Regions from separate parts of the Mus musculus genome. Here region 1 is linked to region 2. A link is a contact called in public HiChIP or PLAC-seq data. All regions are on one chromosome and are shown on one strand. The core of a region is the stretch at or near the end of the contact, and the rest is flanking DNA. Distances in the headings are between cores, read along the strand shown.

Region 1 (3,932 bases), core at 1,269-3,768, 64 kb before region 2:
TAATACCCACTGTGTGCTCCTTCCTTCACAGCTGTAATACCCACTGTGTGTTCCTTCCTTCACAGCTGTAATAACCACTGTGTGTTCCTTCCTTCTTCTACCACCACAGACTGAACACTGCTACACCACCTGACAATTAAATGCCTCCAAGCATTCTTTAAAGGAAGTTTGGGGAAGTAACTGCATTTGCATAAACAGTATTTTTTTAAAAAATCAATGATTAGCCTTTTCCAGACCTAAAGAGGGCTCATGGAAACCTTAATAGTACTGAAGGAAAAACATGACACTTGAAGCTTATATAATGACACCAGATGGAACTTTCTAAACTATTAATATTAAGTTCATCGGAAGAAAATCTAGCCTAGGAGTGCGGGGCCTCTGTACACCAAGTCTTGTAGACTGACCCAGTATTAGAAGATCTAGAAAACACCAGAAAGGTAAAAGACTGCCAATTTTTACTGCTGAAATTTGTAAAGAAATCTATTTAACAGAGTAATGAAAACATAATCTACTCCAAGGGGGTCATTCAGTCTTAAGTTCACTTTATCAGTACACAATCTACCTACATTAATAACCTGTCTACAGTAGTAATTACAAACAGTCCCGGAACTGGTTTTTGTTTTGTTGCTTTGGGGCCCTGTTTTATTTCTGCCCCATCAATACCGCGTATTTGGGCAGTAATCCTTTCTGTTTTTAAGGAAGAAGACAGGCTTACTGGGCACAGGGCAATGGGAGCAGCAGGCAGAGCCACAACTCAACTGGGGGGGGAGGGGGTAATTCACTTGCTAAAGACATCCCAGGAATGCTTTCTCATTCACTCCGGTCCCTCACAGGATTCTCTGCGGCCTGGCTTTACAGTGAGCCATTTGGCTCTCCCACAGTTCCAGGAGGTAGGGACTGTTTCTCCATAACTCTCCTTTGAGAGATGAATGGACCGAGGTTTGTGGACAGTAGCAGACTTGCGTCAGATCCGCGTGGTTTGTACATGTTTGTACTCAGTCCTGGCTATCTGCACGTGGTGCTTTCAATCACAGGAAAAGACACAATGCTAAGCTTTCAACGAGCTTGACCACAGCTTCCCAAAGCACAGGCATGTGTTGTGTTGTGTTTTGTGTGTGTGTGTGTGTGTGTGTGCATGTAACTGGTGGTGGTGGGGTCATAGAGAATGAGTCATTTCTTCCTACCGACTCATTCATTGTCACCCGTGGAGAATCTCAGGTAACTAAAACTCTTCAAGCACAGTTTCTCAGCCTTTTGGCTAAAATCAAAGAGTCTGAAGTCTCGAAACACCCACTTCCAAGTTGTAAAATATTACTGTCACCCTATTATACACTCCAATATCCTGCATGTAAAAAGAAAAGGTGGGGGTTGGAATTCCTCCCAGAGCTGGAAAGACCTGCAAAACTGTTAAGTGGGATTGTTTATTGTCCCTGGGTCCTTTATCCTCACTTTGCAGCCAGTAGATTTAAAAAAAAAAAAAAAAAAAAACCTAAGAGAAAGGGGAGACATGTCTCCCTTATTCCAGCCATTCCGCTGAGGGCACTAAATGAGAACGCTGTTCTACTGCCCTTTACAAATTTCAGAGTTATTAGGTGACAGTTAAAAAGGCAACTGCAACCCGAGCACCCAGCACTGGGAGAACGGGAGAACGCTGATTCAAATAACACTCCTCACGACCCAGTCTCTGGCTCCTGTCAATTACACAAAAGAGTCTGCTATTAAATATTGATGGCATGCATTTGCGCTGGGGCTCTCACCAAGAGCCCTCATGCTACCAATCTCTGTCAAAAACTGTCCCCGTCTTTCTAGGTAGAATCCCAGACCACTGGGAGTGCCTCGGGTGTTATGTTCATTCTGTCTCTCCCAGAGGAGATGACAGAGCCACCCCACATCCCAGGGAGGAGAAAAGACCGGAGGGTCCAGGCCGGAAGGACCAGGGACCCCTTGTCCCCCCAGCTGTCAGCAGCAAGCCGGGAGGCGGGGCGCAGCCGGGCCCGAGTGTCCGCACAAAGGCAGTGGGCGAACGGATGTGACCGTGCACCCGGGCCACATCGGATATCACTTACCCAGCAGCAGCACGTTCTTCCCGGTCGGGAGCTTGGAGCGCGAGCGCGTGGAGACCTCGCTGAGGATGCAGGACCTAACAGGGAGCAAGGCGCAGGCTAAGTAAGGCCGGGCCCGACCGAGGACGAGAACCGCCGGGCCCAGCTCCCGGGAGGCCCCGCCCGTCTCCCAGCTCCCGCGGGGCTCGGGGATCCCAGAGGCGTCCGCCCTGGCGAGGAGATAACCCGCGGGGGACCGGAGAGGGGTGCGGTCCTTACCAAAGGTTCTGCCCGTCCTCATCGTCGCCCGCCGCGGGGCCGCCGCTGCCCGACGCTAGCTCGTTGGCTAGGGGTCCGCTGGCGTAGGTCGAGGCTAGCCCGGGTGGAGATGAACCGAACGAGCCGACTCGCCCCACGGCCGCCATCTTGGTCGGGAATCACACCACTCCTGACAGGGCTGGAAGAACGAAGCGGCGACTGCGGCGGCGGCGGCAGCAGCGGCGGACGGAACCCGGATATGGACGCTCCGGGCTCGGGAGCCGACCGCGCCTGCGGGGGCGGGGACCAAGCCTGAGGGCGGGGTCTGGGGAGGGGTTGTCCAAGGAGCAGGGCGCTGCTGCACATGCGCGGCAGCAGACCGGGTCGCGCATGCGCGGCCTGATTCTCTGCTTGGACTGTGGTAATGCTGGTTTTCCCTGTGTCTCCAAGCTGAAACGCCGCCCAAAGTGCACCACCCGTCATCCCGGTTGCCCGCCGGGCGTGCCGGGCATGTCAGTAAGCGAAGCAGCTTCCCACCTTTCAGTGGGGCGGTAACCTGGGACCGGCGTGGATATCCAGCGCTGCCCACCCTTCAGTTGGGCCAAGTGGGGTTCAACAGCCTTAACTACCCCGGTCCTGGATTTCTGCTCTTTCCTCCTTAAATTCTAAAAGGACGATGAGTACCTCAAGGTGGACCCACATCTGGAGCCGGTTCTTCCAGACTCTTTGCGACTGCGAGACATAAATGTTGGCAACACTTGGAAAATTAATGGTCTTGATGGATTTGTGTTTTGGTTTGTTTTCTGATGGGAATCTCACGTAGCCCAGGCTAGAGTCTTTACCGATCTGCTTGCCTGTGGGTCCTAAGTGCTGAGGCAGGTGAACCGGTGCACATCACTATGCCCACCTCTGGTCTGATGTCTGATGTTTCAGATTCCTGTGAGATCTGAAAAGACTCCCTACAGGAGTCGGCTCTCCGTTACCATGGTTAATACACAAGCACGGAGAACCTAAGCCAGACCCCAGATAATTCTCTACTAGAACTTGATTAGCTAAATATAATGGAAAATCTAAGGCCTGTTTCCAGAAAGAGTCGATGGCTTTAAGGCTGTCGTGCGCCCCATAAGAACAATTGCTGAAGATAGTCTGACTTTTGAACATTTTTTCCCCTTACTTTGAAGAGAGCTCGTTCACGTGACCCGAGTGATGATGCTACTATGCAAGCGAGAAAATCCACAACCCCGCGCTGCATTTGCTACAGGCACTGCATTTACTAGGGTTTGTCCACTCGCTAATCTCGAGTTCAGACCCTAGTAATGTGGGATAAAGGGAAGATTAAATGGGATGATTCACATAAAAGATTTATAACTGTGCCCAGAAAATCATAAGTGTTCAGCGCGTGGTAATTACTGTTTTTATTTTTAAATCTTCTGTCAAAGATATATTTATTACTTTATGTATACAGGTATTTTGCCTGGATGTATGTCTGTGCACCACATGAATGTCTATGCCCTGGTGCCAGTAGAGGCCCGAAGGGAGCATCAATTCCCTGGAACGTGGATTGGGTTGAGAGCTAGCATGTGGGTGCTGGGAATTGAATCTAAGTCCTCTGGAAAGGAGCAAGTGCTCTTC
Region 2 (4,090 bases), core at 993-3,492:
TTTGACCTATCAGAAGAGGAGGGGTGGAGCCGAGGGACTTGTAGGCTGGGAAGGGAGCAGTGTCTGCAATGGGCAGTGGCTGGGGCATTTTCCCACTGCAGCCAAGGGGCTCTGCGGTCAGGACGGTGGGAGACTGAGGGCTTCCTCAGGAAGCTGGGCTTCAGTGGTGCTGGCTAGAAAGAGACAGGGTCTGGCTTGGGCTTTAGAGGCGTAGTCTTGAGTGGCACCTGTGATTTTAAATGGGTCCCTGGTTATGCTCATCTATGAGTTTCCTAAGTGTGCCACGTTAGTGTGCCACTCGACTCTCAGTCCCTAGAAGTGGGCTCTGCAGTGGCTTCAGTTTGCAAATGGCCTCTGGGTACTTGACTTGGGCACTCTACTTAGCTCATCTGGAACTGAGTTACCGTCATAACAATCCCATTGACTTTGTTTCCTATTTTATAGACTGGCAATAACAGCAGCAAAGATGGATCCAACCCTAAGGCTGAGAGTGCAGCTCTAATAGAGGCTGCCAAGTCCAAGATACACCAGGTACGCACGCTCACAGTGTGGGCGAGCGAGCGGCAGTGTGAGAGGCACGTGAGCACTAACTCAAGGCGGTGCGCTTACTCGGATTCAAAGGCTTGGAGTTGAGAGCTCAGTTAATCCCTCTAAATACATTTTGCTTGAAATATATACATTGTAACTTCTATAAATTACTGTATAGAACTTTGAAGTAGCCTGTAGTGTATGATAAAGTAATATATTGAATTTTAAAATTATCTTATGCAGATTTGAGTTTGTAGGTTTTGCTCAGGGGTAGAATGATGGCCTGCAATACATGAAGCCTTAGTTTCTATCCCCAGCACCACAAGAAAATAAACAGGAAACAGATACTTAAGATAATTTTAAAGTTGCATTTGCGTATGACTGGCTTTTGACTCTGTTGTATGCAAATGAGAGTTAATGTCCTGGACTGGCTAGCAAAGGTTGAGCCTGTGCAAGTGACCCACCCCTCTTACATGTTTCCATTCCTCATTGACAGTACAAAGTCAGAGGGTACATCCAGATGAAGTCCCTGAAGGCTTGCAAAAGGGAAATCAAGTCTGTCATGAACACAGCTGGAAATGTAAGTTCCTCCTGGACTTTCCTCTTGGTGGTCACTTTCTGGCTTTCTTATTGAGACTGTGAGGATTTGTCAGTTCGCAAAGGTAAAACACATGTCTGTAACCCCAGCTCTGGGGAGGACAGGATGGGCTTGCCGGCTTCCAGCCTACCACAGGAAACGCTCTCCAAGTTCAGGGGGAGCTTCAGCAGACTCAGCAGAATAGGAAAGGGTGGGATACCTGCTGCCGTTTTGTGGTCTCTGCACACAGGCACACACACACCTGCACACGTACACTCGAGTAAAGAAATCCTGGGCTTTCTTTATGGATGGAGGGGTTGGTGTTTGGTTGTTTGTGTGTGTGTGGAGGGGGCTGTTTTGTTTTGTTGGGGTTTTATTTTGGTTTGGGGGTGTTTATTTTTGTCTGGTTGGTTTTGTTTTTGTTTTTCAAGACGGGGTTACTGTGTTACCCTGGCTGTCCTGGAACTCACTTTGTAGACCAGGAATGAGTCCCAAGCACTAGATTAAAGGTGTGTACTACCACCACCCAGCTAATAAATCCTGTTTTTAAAACTGATGTTGTGCAGTTTACTGCTTGTACCTGAAGTACCTCTACCTAGAATAATCCCTGAGACTACAATTGCTTATTGACCAGATCTCTGGGCTGACAGAAGGCCCGACAGAGAAAGGACTAGACCATAGACAGAGAGTATGTTTATAAGTTAGCAAGTAAATCCTGGGGCGGAGATCCTCAGAGAACAGTGTCCAGACCTTTGTGTGCATTTGTATTCTAAATCAGTGCTCTCTGGAGGCCCCTCCAGTGTGAAGATTTAATGAGAGTGGTACGAAATCCAAGCCAAGGATTTTGGAATAGAAAGATTGGTGCCTGAAAACAAAACTTTGGAATTTCTTCTCTTCATATAGGAACATGGCTTCTTTTTATACTTGCAAGAATACTGGTTATTGGGAATTAACGAAAGGAGAACTTGAATCCTAAGAAAGGAGAAAGATTGGGGATAGCTCAGTGATACAGCACTGGCCTAGCACCACACAGTCAACCTTGGGTTTAGCCTCTAGCTCAGACAGACAGACAGACAGACAGACACACACATGGATTTAGTTCTATCATTTAAGAGGTGGAGGCAGGAGGAGCAGGAATTCAAGGCCAGTCTGGGCTGAAGTGTGACCATGTTAAAAACAAGGGCTAGAGAGATGGCACTCACTGCTCTTGCAATGTGAGTTTGATTCCCAGCGCCCACATCAGGCAGCTCACAATTGCCTGTAACTCCAGTTCCAGGGGATCTAAAACCCTTCTCTAACCTCCAATAGCCCTGAACACTCATATACATATAAATAAAAGTGAAAATAAAACCTTAAAAAAAAAAAAAAAGACATCCCTCCATAGTGTGCACATAAATAGAAAGCTTGGGTGTGGTGGCCCGGGCCTACACTATCAGCTTTGGGTGTTAGACTCGGGCGGATCTGTCGTTCAAGGTCATTCTTGGTTAGATAGCAAGTTCAAGACCAGCTTGGGTTCCTATGTGAGACCATGTCTTTAAAAAAAGCATGTGGGGAGGCTGGAGGGGTTGTTTGGTAATCAGGAATAAGTATTACTATTACAGGAAGACCTGCGTTTTATTCCCGTCAGCCATGTTGGGTGGCTCACAGCCTGTTATAAACCTCAGCTCCAGGAGATCTGACATCCTGTTCTGGTCTCCATAAACACCCATACTCAATGTGTCCCCCACTCCCACATACACTTACACATAAGCTAAAAAAATAAAGCTTTGTTTTAATGCCTTATTGCTGTAAAGAGACTCCATGACCAAGGCTACTTGAAAAAAAGAAAGCATTTAACTGAGGCTTGCTTACCATTTTAGGGAGAGCGGACAATGGTGGCACACGCAGACATGACACCGAGAAAGTAGCTGCAAGGTCTCTAGCAGGATCCCCAGACAGCAGGAAGGGAGAGCCTAGCTTGAGGCCACCCCCAGTGACATACTTCCTTAACAAGGCCACACCTCCTAACTCCTCTCAAATACTACTTGGGACCAAGCATTCAAATATCTGAGCCTGTGGGGGTCATCATTCTTATTCAAACCATATGATCTTTTTTAAAAACAAAAAGAACTACAGAAGACCACTCTCTAAGTTACTGTTCTACTGCTCTGAGGAGACACCATGACCAAGACAACTCACAAGATGAATTGTTTAATTTGGGGGCTCACGGCTCCAGAGGAATAGAGTCCATGACCATCATGTCAAGGAGCACGGCAGTTAGGCAGGCATGGCGCCATAGCAGCAGTTGCGAGCTTATGTTTGATCCTGGAGCACAAGGAGTAGAGAGCTATCTGGGAATGATATGGGCTTTTTAAACCGCAAAGCGTGGCCCCCGTAACACACCTCCTTTAACTGGGGATCAGGTTTTCAAATATGTTCATGGGGCTGTTTTCATTCAGAACACCATGACCATCAATTTTGCAATGACCATTAAAACAAAAGTCCTAGTTTGTGCTGTAAAACTGGCTTTTAATAAGCCAGACCCAGGGTTCTGTGCTTGTATTCCCAACTCCTTAAGAGGCTTAGGCAGAAGATCACTTGAACATAGAGCAGGCTGGGCGCAGGGAGGATGCAGGGAACAAAGACAGTCTTTTGATACTGTGTTATAGTGTTGTTGTTGTTAAGGTGGTCACTCACAGGCTTTTCTCTTTGAGACTTTGGTATTTTAAATAACAGGTCAGTGAGCATTTAGAAATTGTCTTCTGTGGCATGATTTAACCGATTGATTTATGTCCTAAACACTTCCATGCACAGCAGTATGTCACAATCGTGCAAAAGACAACTGAAAACAAATTTAAATCACTTTTATATTCCTTTACAGTCTGCACCTTCCCTGTTTCTTAAAAGCAACTTTGAGTACTTAAGGGGCAACTATCGAAAAGCGGTGAAGCTGTTGAATAGTTCAAACATTGCCGAGCATCCAGGCTTCATGAAGACAGGTAAAAG

The links. HiChIP or PLAC-seq counts read pairs in DNA pulled down with a chosen protein or histone mark.
Region 1: an H3K27ac HiChIP or PLAC-seq map of embryonic stem cells shows a contact between it and region 2, with 5 read pairs. The contact joins the promoter of Dync1li1 here to the enhancer-like site in region 2. A contact is called at or near these places in 5 of 39 promoter capture datasets (embryonic stem cells, fetal liver, hematopoietic stem and progenitor cells and 1 more), 1 of 15 datasets of contacts at CTCF or cohesin (the NIH/3T3 cell line), 5 of 484 Hi-C or Micro-C datasets (the G1E-ER4 cell line, the HL-1 cell line, the MNK3 cell line and 1 more), 7 of 115 datasets of contacts at active chromatin or transcription factors (embryonic stem cells, epiblast stem cells, extraembryonic endoderm stem cells and 2 more) and 3 of 9 other capture datasets (adipose tissue, liver and pancreatic islet).

Annotation. Positions count from the first base shown.
Region 1 is chr9:114,687,417-114,691,348 of GRCm38.p6, reverse strand. Dync1li1 (dynein cytoplasmic 1 light intermediate chain 1) reads right to left here and starts at 2,518. Exons shown (of 13, transcript NM_146229.2): 1 at 2,322-2,518; 2 at 2,067-2,140. The coding sequence starts at 2,467.
Region 2 is chr9:114,622,838-114,626,927 of GRCm38.p6, reverse strand. It overlaps Cnot10 (CCR4-NOT transcription complex, subunit 10), which reads left to right. Exons shown (of 20, transcript NM_153585.5): 6 at 445-531; 7 at 1,025-1,108; 8 at 3,966-4,083. Among named protein-coding and RNA genes, the nearest start is that of Gm51659, 10 kb to the left of the region's middle. Within about 2 kb of position 2,242, at least 4 of the 459 cell types and tissues checked have an H3K27ac peak or open chromatin away from gene starts, as enhancers often do. A contact at or near this core is called in embryonic stem cells, where this site is marked.